Regions from separate parts of the Mus musculus genome. Here all the other regions are linked to region 3. The links are chromatin contacts, called in public promoter capture Hi-C maps. All regions are on one chromosome and are shown on one strand. The core of a region is the stretch at or near the end of the contact, and the rest is flanking DNA. Distances in the headings are between cores, read along the strand shown.

What was found. Promoter capture Hi-C pulls out the DNA fragments that hold promoters and counts their contacts. Capture Hi-C pulls out chosen DNA fragments and counts their contacts.
Region 1: a contact with region 3 is called in a promoter capture Hi-C map of liver, with 4 times the contacts expected there. The contact joins the promoter of Fam171a1 here to the promoter of Nudt5 in region 3. A contact is called at or near these places in 2 of 39 promoter capture datasets (liver and pre-B cells).
Region 2: a contact with region 3 is called in a promoter capture Hi-C map of pre-B cells. The contact joins the promoter of Nmt2 here to the promoter of Nudt5 in region 3. A contact is called at or near these places in 3 of 39 promoter capture datasets (the C10 cell line, liver and pre-B cells), 2 of 484 Hi-C or Micro-C datasets (CD4 T cells and embryonic stem cells) and 2 of 9 other capture datasets (adipose tissue and liver).
Region 4: a promoter capture Hi-C map of adipose tissue shows a contact between it and region 3, with 2.3 times the contacts expected there. The contact joins the promoter of Cdnf here to the promoter of Nudt5 in region 3. A contact is called at or near these places in 3 of 39 promoter capture datasets (the C10 cell line, cranial neural crest and pre-B cells) and 2 of 9 other capture datasets (adipose tissue and liver).

The regions. Positions count from the first base shown.
Region 1 is chr2:3,117,021-3,119,720 of GRCm38.p6, reverse strand. Fam171a1 (family with sequence similarity 171, member A1) reads right to left here and starts at 1,339. Exons shown (of 8, transcript NM_001081161.2): 1 at 1,069-1,339. The coding sequence starts at 1,165.
Region 2 is chr2:3,282,931-3,285,630 of GRCm38.p6, reverse strand. It overlaps Nmt2 (N-myristoyltransferase 2), which reads right to left and starts at 1,419. Exons shown (of 14, transcript NM_008708.2): 1 at 1,225-1,419. The coding sequence starts at 1,334.
Region 3 is chr2:5,843,739-5,846,438 of GRCm38.p6, reverse strand. Nudt5 (nudix (nucleoside diphosphate linked moiety X)-type motif 5) reads right to left here and starts at 1,405. Exons shown (of 10, transcript NM_016918.3): 1 at 1,054-1,405. Cdc123 (cell division cycle 123) reads left to right here and starts at 1,262. Exons shown (of 13, transcript NM_133837.5): 1 at 1,262-1,604. The coding sequence starts at 1,531.
Region 4 is chr2:3,511,692-3,514,391 of GRCm38.p6, reverse strand. It overlaps Cdnf (cerebral dopamine neurotrophic factor), which reads right to left and starts at 1,327. Exons shown (of 4, transcript NM_177647.4): 1 at 1,151-1,327. The coding sequence starts at 1,265. Hspa14 (heat shock protein 14) reads left to right here and starts at 1,578. Exons shown (of 14, transcript NM_015765.2): 1 at 1,578-1,758. The coding sequence starts at 1,702.

The DNA.
Region 1 (2,700 bases), core at 90-2,589, 2.7 Mb after region 3:
ACTTAGCAGGGCACACCTTTCTGTCAAGAATCTTGCCAAGGGTCTGAGTGCCTGCAGGAGCTCACATAAGACCAGTGAAGGCCCCTCCCTAACCAAGTTTACCCTGGGCAGGAGATGCCCTGGCTGAATTAACACATGCTCATCGGTTGGCTTTAGTCGCTCCTCAGAAAAAGGCAACAGAGAAGCACTAGACTTTGTCTTGACAAAATCATGTCAAGAAAGCTCCAGGATTGTTCTCAAATAGATTCAGATAAAAAAAAAAAAAAAAAAAAAAAAGCGTGTGGCCATTCTTGGTGGCCATTCTTGTACAGATGGGAAGCAGATTTATAAGAGGCCAAAGATTAAACAAAAGGCAGGAGCTGGCGACAGACAGACATGGAAATGGTTTTAAGTGATTAGGGTTTCCTAGTTCCAGTTTTCTCTCTTCTCAAGATGATCCCTGTGGCTGCTCAACAAATCCCTAAAGGTCTGAGAATCACGTAGAATAAGGGGGTCGGGAGAGAAGATACCAAAACTTTCCTAAACTGCGGCGGCAGACCTGGGGTCGCCAGGGCGCAAGGGGCACCCTGGGGCGGCGGCCGCCCCCTCCCCGCCACAACAAAAGGGCCGGGCACAGCCCTTGCGCTGGAACTCCAGGACCAGAGCTCCAGGGATCCCAAAGAGGGAAGGGGGGGGGGGGGAGTGGGGGAGAACCAGCCACCCAGGTCTATCCCTCCCGCGGCGGGGGAGTTGGGGGGGGGGGGGCAATGGAGCCGTGTGTCCGAATCATGCATAAAAGAAAGCACCTTGGATATAAGCCGAAGAGTCACCAGCGGCTGCCTCCTGGGTGGCAGAGCAGCTGGTGCCACCCAGATCCCCGGGGAGCATATGCGCCGCGGGCCCAGCGTGTTCCCCGGGCGGAGCCGCCCCCCCGGGTATCGCGACGTGGGGGACTGCAGGACCGCGATGCAGGTCGTGCTGCTTGGGCCTCCGCCACAATGCGGCCGGGGTCCAGCCGCCACCGCGGCCGCGCCAGGCCCGGGCGCGACACAAAAGCGTCCCCCTCCAGCCCCGCCACCGCCCACCGACCTTGGGCTCCCGCGCCGGGCTCCTGCAGCGTCTTGGTGACTGCCTTCCAAACGTGGCAGCCGAGCAGGCAGAGCAGCAGCGCAGCGGACTTGCTCATCTCCGCGCCACGGGCGCCGCGGGCCTCTCGGGCTCGCCACGCTCGGTCACGGGCGGCCGGGCGCCGCGCCTCCCTCCATGGCGCTGTGGCTCCGCGCGCCCGGCCAGCCGCCCGATTGGCCGGGGCCCCGCAGCCGGCCGCTCCCTCCTCCGAGCCCCGCGCCCGGCTTCCCCAGACCGCCGCGGCCGCTCCGCCGGCGCCTTAACCCCTTCCTGCCCCGCCCCACGCCCGCGGGAGCGCACGGGCCCTGGGTCCGTGGTGCCACCTGGCGGCCGCCGCTCTGCGGGAGTCCCAGGCGCCTCCAAACCCCTGGCTATTCCTGCAGAGAGGAGGCCTTCGACGTCACGCTGGGTTACCTAAGGGTCCGCAGGAAGCATTTGAGTCTAGGGTGTGACCTCTCATCCTGAAGCTGTCCAAGCCACTATCCTCTGACTTCCCCCAGGGTAGATTTGACAGCCAGACTTATAGGTCAAGTGTAACAATACCTAAGGCTGGCTGCAGGAGGCCCAACACCACCTCCTTGTATAGCATTGGAAGGGAAGGGTAAGGAGGTTTTCAGTGATAAGAGGCCCTGGGTGATTTCTCCCCATCCCCACCTCTATTTATTAAAGAAAAAAAATCCAATGGCATGTTAAAACACAACAGCAAAGACTATGCAGGAGCATTGCAATGGGGACGGTTAACAATGGAATTTTATAGCAGGGGAGATAGATTTTGCTCAACTTGGGACTCAGCAGAGACAAACAACCATTTATAACGAAGGAGCTGTGAGTGTGTGTGCGTGCGCGCGTGTCCTATGTTGAAAATTACCAAGATGAAGCACTGGGGATAGGGCTCTAGCTAAAGTTACCTAGGAAGATTCTTACTGAAGGCAGGTCAGGAGTGAAGCACGGCCACTCTGGCCAGATATCTAACGTGTTTAGATATCCAGGATGGACAAGCAGGCTTGCTATTTTACAAGAAGTGGACAGGTAGACCCAGGAGATGGGAAGCCTAGTATCTGAGAGAAACTTTGTCACAACCTACATGGTTTGGCATAGTGTTATATGCTTGTGATTCCAGTACTCAAGAGGCTCTCACATCCAAGGTTAGGCTGAGACACAGTGAGACCCTGTCTAAGCACAACAAAGAAAGAGACATTCTATTTTCATAGGAGAACATGGAAGCTAGAGAAAGCTAAGGAACCTGATCCCAAGCACACAGCTGGGCTGTGGTTGGGGTGGCTAGTTTGATTAGCCAACTTGAATCTAGAATCACCTGGAAAGGAAGGATCAAGGGTTGGGGTGGAGTGAGGGGAGAGTAGACTAGGTTGACCCATGGCAGAGGGTATCAACTTGTGGGTCATGCATGACCCCTTTGAGGATTGAACAAACCTTTCACAGGGAACACTCAAGACCATTGGAGATTCTACATTATGATTCATAATTAGCAAAATGACAATTATGAAGTAGCAATGAAAATATTGTTATGGTTAGGGGTCACCACAACCTGAGGAACTGTATTAAGGGGTCACAACATTAGAAAGGTTGAGAACC
Region 2 (2,700 bases), core at 170-2,669, 2.6 Mb after region 3:
TATATGTAGTCAGCTTTTCTTTTTTGACATTTGTCATTTAATATCTGATAACGTATTCAAGATCAATACAGCCTCCTTTCTTAAAGCTTAAAGTAAACGTTGAAATAAAATACAAATACTTTAAAGACTCTCCATGAACTGAATAAATAAGCCATCTGTGACTCAGGCTTCCCTATCGTGTTTTTAGGCTGACCCACTTCTCCAGTCACCATGGTTCGCAGAATCTCACTTCTAAGGGGCAGCAGTAACAGTCTGTGCCAGCGCATAGTTTGAATCCAACAGGGTAAAAGGCTGAGGCAAACAGCACCTACAAAGGGACACCGGTCTTTATTTAAAATGATCCTCCAAACCCCGCCTCTAAAACAGAACTTCAATACCAGCCTTAACCAGAAGCAGTCTTTTCTCGAAGAAAAAAAAATCAAGTCTGTAGGGGAGAAAAGAGGGCAGCATAGATTGAGAAACCGATCAAATGTTAAAGTACTTGGTGCATTTGGCTTTGGAGATCAGACACCAGTTTTGCAGGAGGGGCAAGGTCGGGGCCGCGGGAACTCCGTTCACCCGTCAGCTCTGCTCTAGAAAGCTCTGAGGGCACGCTCAGAGGCCGCAAAGCTGAACGCCCTCAGGCGTCGGCTGAGACCTGTCTCCCTCCCCCTCTCCCGGTCTCGGCGCCCCTTTCCCGGCCTGGGAGGCAGAACTTTGCGCAGTTCGTCGCCAGCAGCCGAGACCGCCAGAGGCGCATCCCTATCCCACCCCCACCGCCGGCTCTGCGGGTTTCCTCTCTACAGGGGGTTAGTGGCGGCTGGGGGGGGGGGGCGCGAAAGAACTAGAAGGATGCCAAGGCACAAGTGGAACGACTTGCATCTCCCTCGCCTCGCCGGTCCAAGACGCCGCCACCGCAAAGGGAAGGGCCTTGCGTCCTTGCTAAGTTCCCACCCGAACCACTCGCCGTGGTAGGGTGAGGCCAAGCCAGCGGGGGCGCGCGGCAGGTGACTGTCGCGTCGCGGGTTCCCGGGCCCGAGTCGCAGTCTCCCCGCCCACCTCAGCCCTCGCCCACCACTGCGTGCTCCCCGAGAGCTGGGAGACCTGCACCTCACAATGGTCTCGGGATGAGGACACCGCCAAACGGAGCCTCCGGTCTAGGGGCTCCCGCACGCCACGAGCGGGCGCGGGAGCCCTGAGGTGCGCGCGGTCCCCGCCCTGTCGCGCCCGCGCGCCACCTCCTACCCTTTGGCGTGTTCGGTCTCCTCCTCATTGTCTCCGTCTATTCCGCACGTGTCCTGGTCGTCCAGCTCTAGGCTCTGCTGGCTGGCCGCAGACTCGCTGTCCTCCGCCATCGCGGCGGCTCCGAACGGCTGGGGAGGCGGCGCTCCGAGCAGCAAGCAAGGCGCGACAGGGCGGGCGCGGCCGCAGCTCCCTCTAGTGCCGCCCACCCTCGGGCACCGAGTCTCGAGTCTGCGGCCCCGCCCACCCCCCGGTCACGCCCATCACAGCCGGCCCGGCCCCGCCCACTCCCTTGAGGCTCCCGCCTGTCTATGCAGTCCCGCCCGCCTCAGTCAGGGCGGGCCCCGCCCACATTGCGTGCCTACACCCGCCCACTTCATCAGTTCTCCCACTTAGGCAGTCGAGGCCCCGCCTACCTCGCCTTCCCACTTCCGCCTATTTTAGCGGGTGAAGACCGGCTCCTCTCGTGGTCCCGTTTCCGCCTGGGCTAGCGAGGCTCCGCCCACCTCGCCTTCCGCTTCGGCTCCACTCCGCCAGCACTGCCCCGCCCACCTCGCTCGCCCGCTCGGGCCTCCTCAGCGGGCACGGCCCCGCCCACCTCAGCCAGCAGAAGGGCGAAAGCACGAGGCCGGCCCTTCCTCAGTCTAAAGCTGTGAGGTGGGGCGGTGGGGGAATGGTGGAGCCGGAGCGGGAGCCGGAGGCCGAGGCTTTTGGGCTTGGGGCGTGGCCTGAATGAGGATGCGTTTGTGGCTCCAAGGCTAGACCTGGTCACTGCAGGCTGGATTGCAGGGCTGCGCGGCAGCCTTTGCGACCACTGCCTACAGATTCTATATGTCTGTGTGCCTCAGCGCTCTCGACTTCTGCAGGGATTTTTTTTTTCACTCAGGCCTGCGATTCCCTAAAGCTCTCCCTGCCTCCTCTTCCACATGTTCTTCAAAATTTTCCATTTCACATTTTAGTATCTAATGCTTATCGAGCCAAAGCTCCGCCCTCCCCACCTCCCCGCTGCAAGCAGCCTCAGAGTCCTCAACAGAAAATGACTGGAGTTGGTTTTTGTTTGGTTGACTGGGGTTTTTGTTTGTTTGGTTGGTTTTTTTCTTTTGCTTGCATGTTTTTGTCTAGATGGGTTCGGCTGAGAACAGAATGAACATTTTGTGAAACATGAAGACACCCAGATTAGGGGGATTGGGTCGTTTTAGGCAAGTCTGTCGGCTCTCTCCTAAGTGAAGGTCATGACCTAGACCACCAAGGAAACCTGTATGGGCAGTGTTGAAATCGTCCTCCATCAGGAAACAGGAGAGGAAGAAAGCCAAGCATGGTGGCCCATGCCTGTTATCCCAGCAGTCCTGGATGTAAAAAGTCCCGGAGGTCAAAATGAGGAGTTCTTTGAGGCCAGCATCCACTGCATACAGAGTTCAAGGACATCTTGAGCAACAACAGACTCCTCTCAGGGAAAATAAAGGACTGGGGGATAGAGGA
Region 3 (2,700 bases), core at 156-2,655:
TGGATACCACCATTCTTAAATAAGAAGCTCTGCTATCCACAACACATCATTATACACTGCAACATTATAAACCATTGATCTTGATTTTGGAAGGTATTCTTTAAGCAATGCTTCCAACCACTTTACCTGTAACATTTCAAACAATGTATACCTCTCCTGTGTGTGTGTGCACGCGCGAGCACGAATTCTAATTCAAAATACAGAGGATTCTGTTCATCAGTTCTAACAAATACCTTTCTAAAGAGGTCAACAGTGGCTGGGGTTTTTCCTCTCTCTCTAATTTAAACTGCTTAGATGCGCTGTGGAAAATGCAATTTATTTTTCTGTGAGGGTGAGTATCAGAAATGTGGTGCTTCTGGACAAATACGTGCTTGGAACATGCCCAAGGCTTCTACATTACAGGAAGCACCAGAGGGTTTGAAAGGCCTGTCTCTTGCAGCTGGTGATTTTTTTCCTTTTTTTTTTTTTTTTTTAAAAAGAAACTGAACTTTGTAGGATGATAGATGGAAAAAGGAGTAGGGAGAAAAATGATATCACAAGTTGTCGTATACAAACTCTTCCAACCTTTTACGATTTCATCATTGCAGAGACATTGATAAAAATATGTGCTTTTTCCACACTGGTAACTTTTTCGGAATTGGACTAAACTTTAAGCTTAAAAGACACAACTTTCCCCTTTTTCTTGATTTCTCAGACGAACATCGCTTCTTTCATCTTCAGGATCGTAAAATACCACCCTCCTCCCCAGAATCGTGCATGCGGGACTTCTTCCCTGTGTCTCTAAAATCTACTTTCCGGAATGAGAAGGGGCCATCCTTCTTGTAGATGCCTCAACTGATGTGTTCCAACATTTACTGTGCTGTTCCCAGGTTCCTCTCGTAGCCCAGGCTGGTCCGCCTGGATCCCGGGTTCTCGTCTCGCGCTCAGGCGCAGACGCGGAGACACGCGCGCGCGGCGGGCTGTACTCTGGGCACCATCGGTTGTGCTCGCGCCCTTTTTTCCCTTCCCCTCTCCAAGGACACTTAGTACCGAGGTTGGCTCGCGCCCACTTACCTACACTAAACTGTGGGATGTGGAAGGGATTGAGGAGGAAAGGAAAAAGGATCAGGCAGAAGCTGCAGTCTCCGTAGAATCAGGCGCCACCGCTAGAGACACCGGCGCCTCTCGTGGTGCAAGGAGGATGTGCACACGTCCTCCTCCAGGCACCCGTAGAAGCTCAGCTAGCTTCAGATGATTACCTTCCGGGTCGAGGTGCATACAGACGAAAGCGGAGATGTAAGCTTCCTAAAAATCTACGCTTTCGTGCCTCTTCTCTGCGGACTCAGATCTCTGTGTGTCTTGCGCGTCTGTGTGGGCACGCTAAGCATACAGTCTACCATGGCTCTAGAGTCTAGCGCCAGCGGACTTTTACGGACCGGAAGAGTCCTTTCTTTAAGACGGCTCGGTCGGCACTTCCGGAAGTGCTGCGCAGGGTTCCGGGAGAGGGCTGGCGGGAGAGGGAAAGGCGGCTATTGACGCGGCAGCTGGAGAATGAAGAAGGAGCATGTTAGTCACTGTCAGTTCTCCGCGTGGTACCCACTTTTCCGAAGCCTTACCATCAAGAGGTAACCTATCCCGGAGTCAAACCGGGGGGTTTGGGTAAATCCCATCCCTTCAGAAAACTAAACAAAATCCGCAGGCCTTCTACTCAGTGGGAGCGACTGTGTCGAGCTGCGGATTTTCTATTGGCTTTGACGGAGCAAGATTAACAAGTAGATCAGTGTTTGCCGTGCGTCCTGTTCGGAATCAAAGAGCGAGTCGAGGGAGGTAGGGAGGCGGTGGGGGTCCTCGGTAGGGTAGATTGAAATAGATACTTTGGGAATTGTCAGAAGCGCAAGGCAATAAACAAAACAAAACTGGAGACTTTGCCTGCTGCTGACCGACAACCCCCTCTGGTGAGAGTTGCGTTCCATCATTGTACAATGAGAACAGTGATACAGACGGTACCTCCAAGTCTGGATGAAGCTCCAGTTTGGTAGTGTGTATAGGTTGCATTGCTACTGACGATCCAGTGTTCTGAGAAGAAGCAACCCATCTGGAGAGAAAGTGGGATCGTTTGGTTTTTGGTTTTGGGTTTTTTTTTTTTTTTTTTTTTTTTTTTTGATTTTTGAGACAGGGTTTCTCTGTGTAGCCCTTGCTGTCCTGGAACTCACTTTGTAGACCAGGCTGGCCTCGAACTCAGAAATCCACCTGCCTCTGCCTCCCAAGTGCTGGGATTAAAGGCGTGAGCCACCACCGCCTGGCTGAGAAGGTGGGATCCTATTCTCTAGTTCTCTGGCCTGGAACAAGGAATCTGTCCAGGTTTGCAGAATGCCCACGGTGAATTGGTGCATCCAAAAACAAAACAAAACAAAACCACAAAAAACAAAATCCTGCCCCCAAGAATTAGATTGTAGAGTCAGAACCCTCTGTCTGGCTTTGAATTCTGGTTCTATCAGCATCTTCAGCAAATTACTTAATCTCTCTAAACCACATTTGAAAACTTAGAAACATAATAGGATTGTCATGAGAATTGCAAAAGAAAAAAAATACTTAAAATGTTGCCACTCTTTTGTAGCACATAGTAAACACATGAAAAATGTTGCCTGTTACCTTTTGGATTTAATAAAGCCTCATTAAAGTGAATTTTTTTTTTTTTAATTTTATTTATTTTATTATTAT
Region 4 (2,700 bases), core at 78-2,577, 2.3 Mb after region 3:
GGGTTTTCTTTGTTGTTTTGTTTTGTTTAAGGTTTATTTATTTTATATATGTGAGTACACTGTCACTGTCCTCAGCCACACCAGAAGAGGGCATCAGACCCCATTACAGATTGTGAGCCACCATGTAGTTGCTGGGAATTGCACTCAGGACCTCTGGAAAAGCAGTCAGTGCTCTTAACCACTGAGCCATCTCTCCAGCCCTTTTTTGTTTATTAAAGTAGTTTCATACATCAATCTATAATGATTTCAAAATAGTTTGAAGTTCTATAATAAAATCCTGCTTGCCCAAGATGAGATCTTTAACTGAAATTATAACTGTTAAACCAGTATCTTTAGCTACAGAAATTTTAAATAACATCTAAACTTATTTTAAATTTCTAGAGGAAGGTTTGATAATTGCTGATAGAAAGCTGGACTCCAACTACTATTAATACTATTTACTTACAATAAGACTCAACTGCCCATTCCACATGAATCTTGTCTCCATTTTCTGTTCAGTACATCTGCTCTCAAGATGAGAAGATATATGTTTACATCACTTCAATAAAACAAGAAGTGCTACAGTGGTCCCAAAGGGACTATCAAAACTGTTCATCTTGGCTCTTGTTAACAGTCCTCTACAAAATACACTGTTTTTTTGTTTTGTTTTGTTTTTACAAAACCTAGGTACTATAACACCCTCAAAACCAGGTGGGATGGTGGAATTGAAGGTATGATCGCCAAGTCCACAGAAGAAAACAGGCGTCTATTTTATCGTTCTCTAGGAATTAATGTGCTCCTTTGTAAAGCAGCTTGTCTATAAAGTCCTAGTCAGCCGTACCCTTGTCTTTGATTTCAGCAACCCTAACGTATTGCCATGTTTTATTTACCTCCTAGGAATGGCAATTAGTTTGAACCTCAAAACATGTCTTCTGAGCAGAGAAGCAAGTCTCCTCGGTTAGGAGCAACAAAATCAAGTTGGCAGCGGAGACCATTTGCACAAAATCTAATACGAATCCTATTTCACTCCTTTTTCTGCGCCACCTTAATAATGACAGCAAAAGCAGAAGGGTGAAATGTTATTTACAGCTTGGGCCGGGAGAAGCTGCTTAGGCAATTGCTAGGCTGAGCGCGGTGTCGCCGCCATGCAAGCAGGTCACACACCGCTCACCTTCACAGTCAGCCCTCGGCCCCACACCGGCCTCCAGGCCCTGCGCCAGCACAGGGTTCGAGATACAAAACCCGGCGCAAAAGGTCACCAGAGCAGTTGGACTGATGCACCGCATGCTGAGCCTGGGACCCGGAACTACCCACACCTTCCTTACTGTAGTGGGGGCTGCCTCGTGAAGCCGGAAAGAGGCAGGAAACAAGTGACGCAATCTCACCAGGCGTTCCCATTGGCTCTGATGAACGGCGCTCAGGAGAGGGAGGAGCTAATGACCCTCTTCCGGGCCTTTCCGGCTTGAGCTTGAGCAGACCGGCGTTTACGCCGGGCTCCCAAGGAGCGCGGAGTGATGCGCTAAAACTATTGGCTAACCGTTCTGATGAAAGGCGGCATCCTTATGTTGATTGGCTGCGACTTGGGAGGCCGGCGCAGCAGACCGGACGCAGTAGGCGGGCGGGAACGTGAAGTCTCCGCAGTGCCTGATGGGCTTGTTCCGAGGAAGCTAGCTGAAGCTGCTGAAGGGTCCTTCGTTGAGCTGCCGTGGTCTCCGCCGCCTTATGGCGGCGATCGGCGTGCACCTGGGCTGCACATCAGCCTGTGTGGCTGTCTACAAGGTGAGCCTGGGAAGCTGTCTCCGGGTTCCGTGGCGGCCACCCTGTTTTCTGGGCTCCGGGTCATCGGCCCGGGAACCGTGCGTGCAAGCAAGTGGCAATGTTGCGGGTTCTCGGCTCTCCCTCCAAGGCCAAGCACGCTGTGTGGAGGGTGGATACAGAGAGCCGGATCTTGGATACTCCAGGGTATCCTGGACGTCTTGGCTGTTTGAGGAGTTTTAGGGACGAAAAGGCCTCAAGCATGCAGGGTGCACTTAGGAGACCGGGCCATAGGATGCCCAGAAGAGTTCAAAAGACGTCAGGGCTCCAGGATGCCTGGAGTCCTCGGGGCGGGGGACATCGTTCTTGTAAAGACGCCTAGAACAAACCTGGATGTCAGGACCCCCTGGATGCTAGAGAAGTCCTAGTGACAACTGACCGCAGAGTCCCTAAGAGGTCACGGTGACGTCACTGGTTCGGGGTTCCCGGAGGTGGGAGGTATTTGAATTTCTGAGCAACCAGAGCACTGTGTAACTGCCCTCGAGAGAAGGGTTCCTAGTTAAGAACTGACTCTTGCTGTACACACTTGATTCTAGAACTGAGAACTTAACAAGGAACTATAGCTTTTTCCTCCTCAATATCGATGGAGAAGGAACAATGTTAAGGAATTTAACCGATGCTATCTTCGGTTTTAAGTCTCATTCGATTTATCAGGAAAGTCCCAGGGGAGTAGCTACTTCGTTTGTAGGGAAGCAGGTGGAAAAGCTGTATTTGTGGGAGAGTCGTGTAATCATGCTTGCTAGGTATAGAATGTTGTATACATTTGATCCAGCTTACTGCACAGATCTAAACGGGAAAATGCATGGGCTAGAAGAAGCCTTTTATTAAACTATAAGAAACAAATAGTGGCAGTTAAAAGACCAGTTTATGAGGGACAATCTAAGAAAGAGAGACACTGCCAACCTA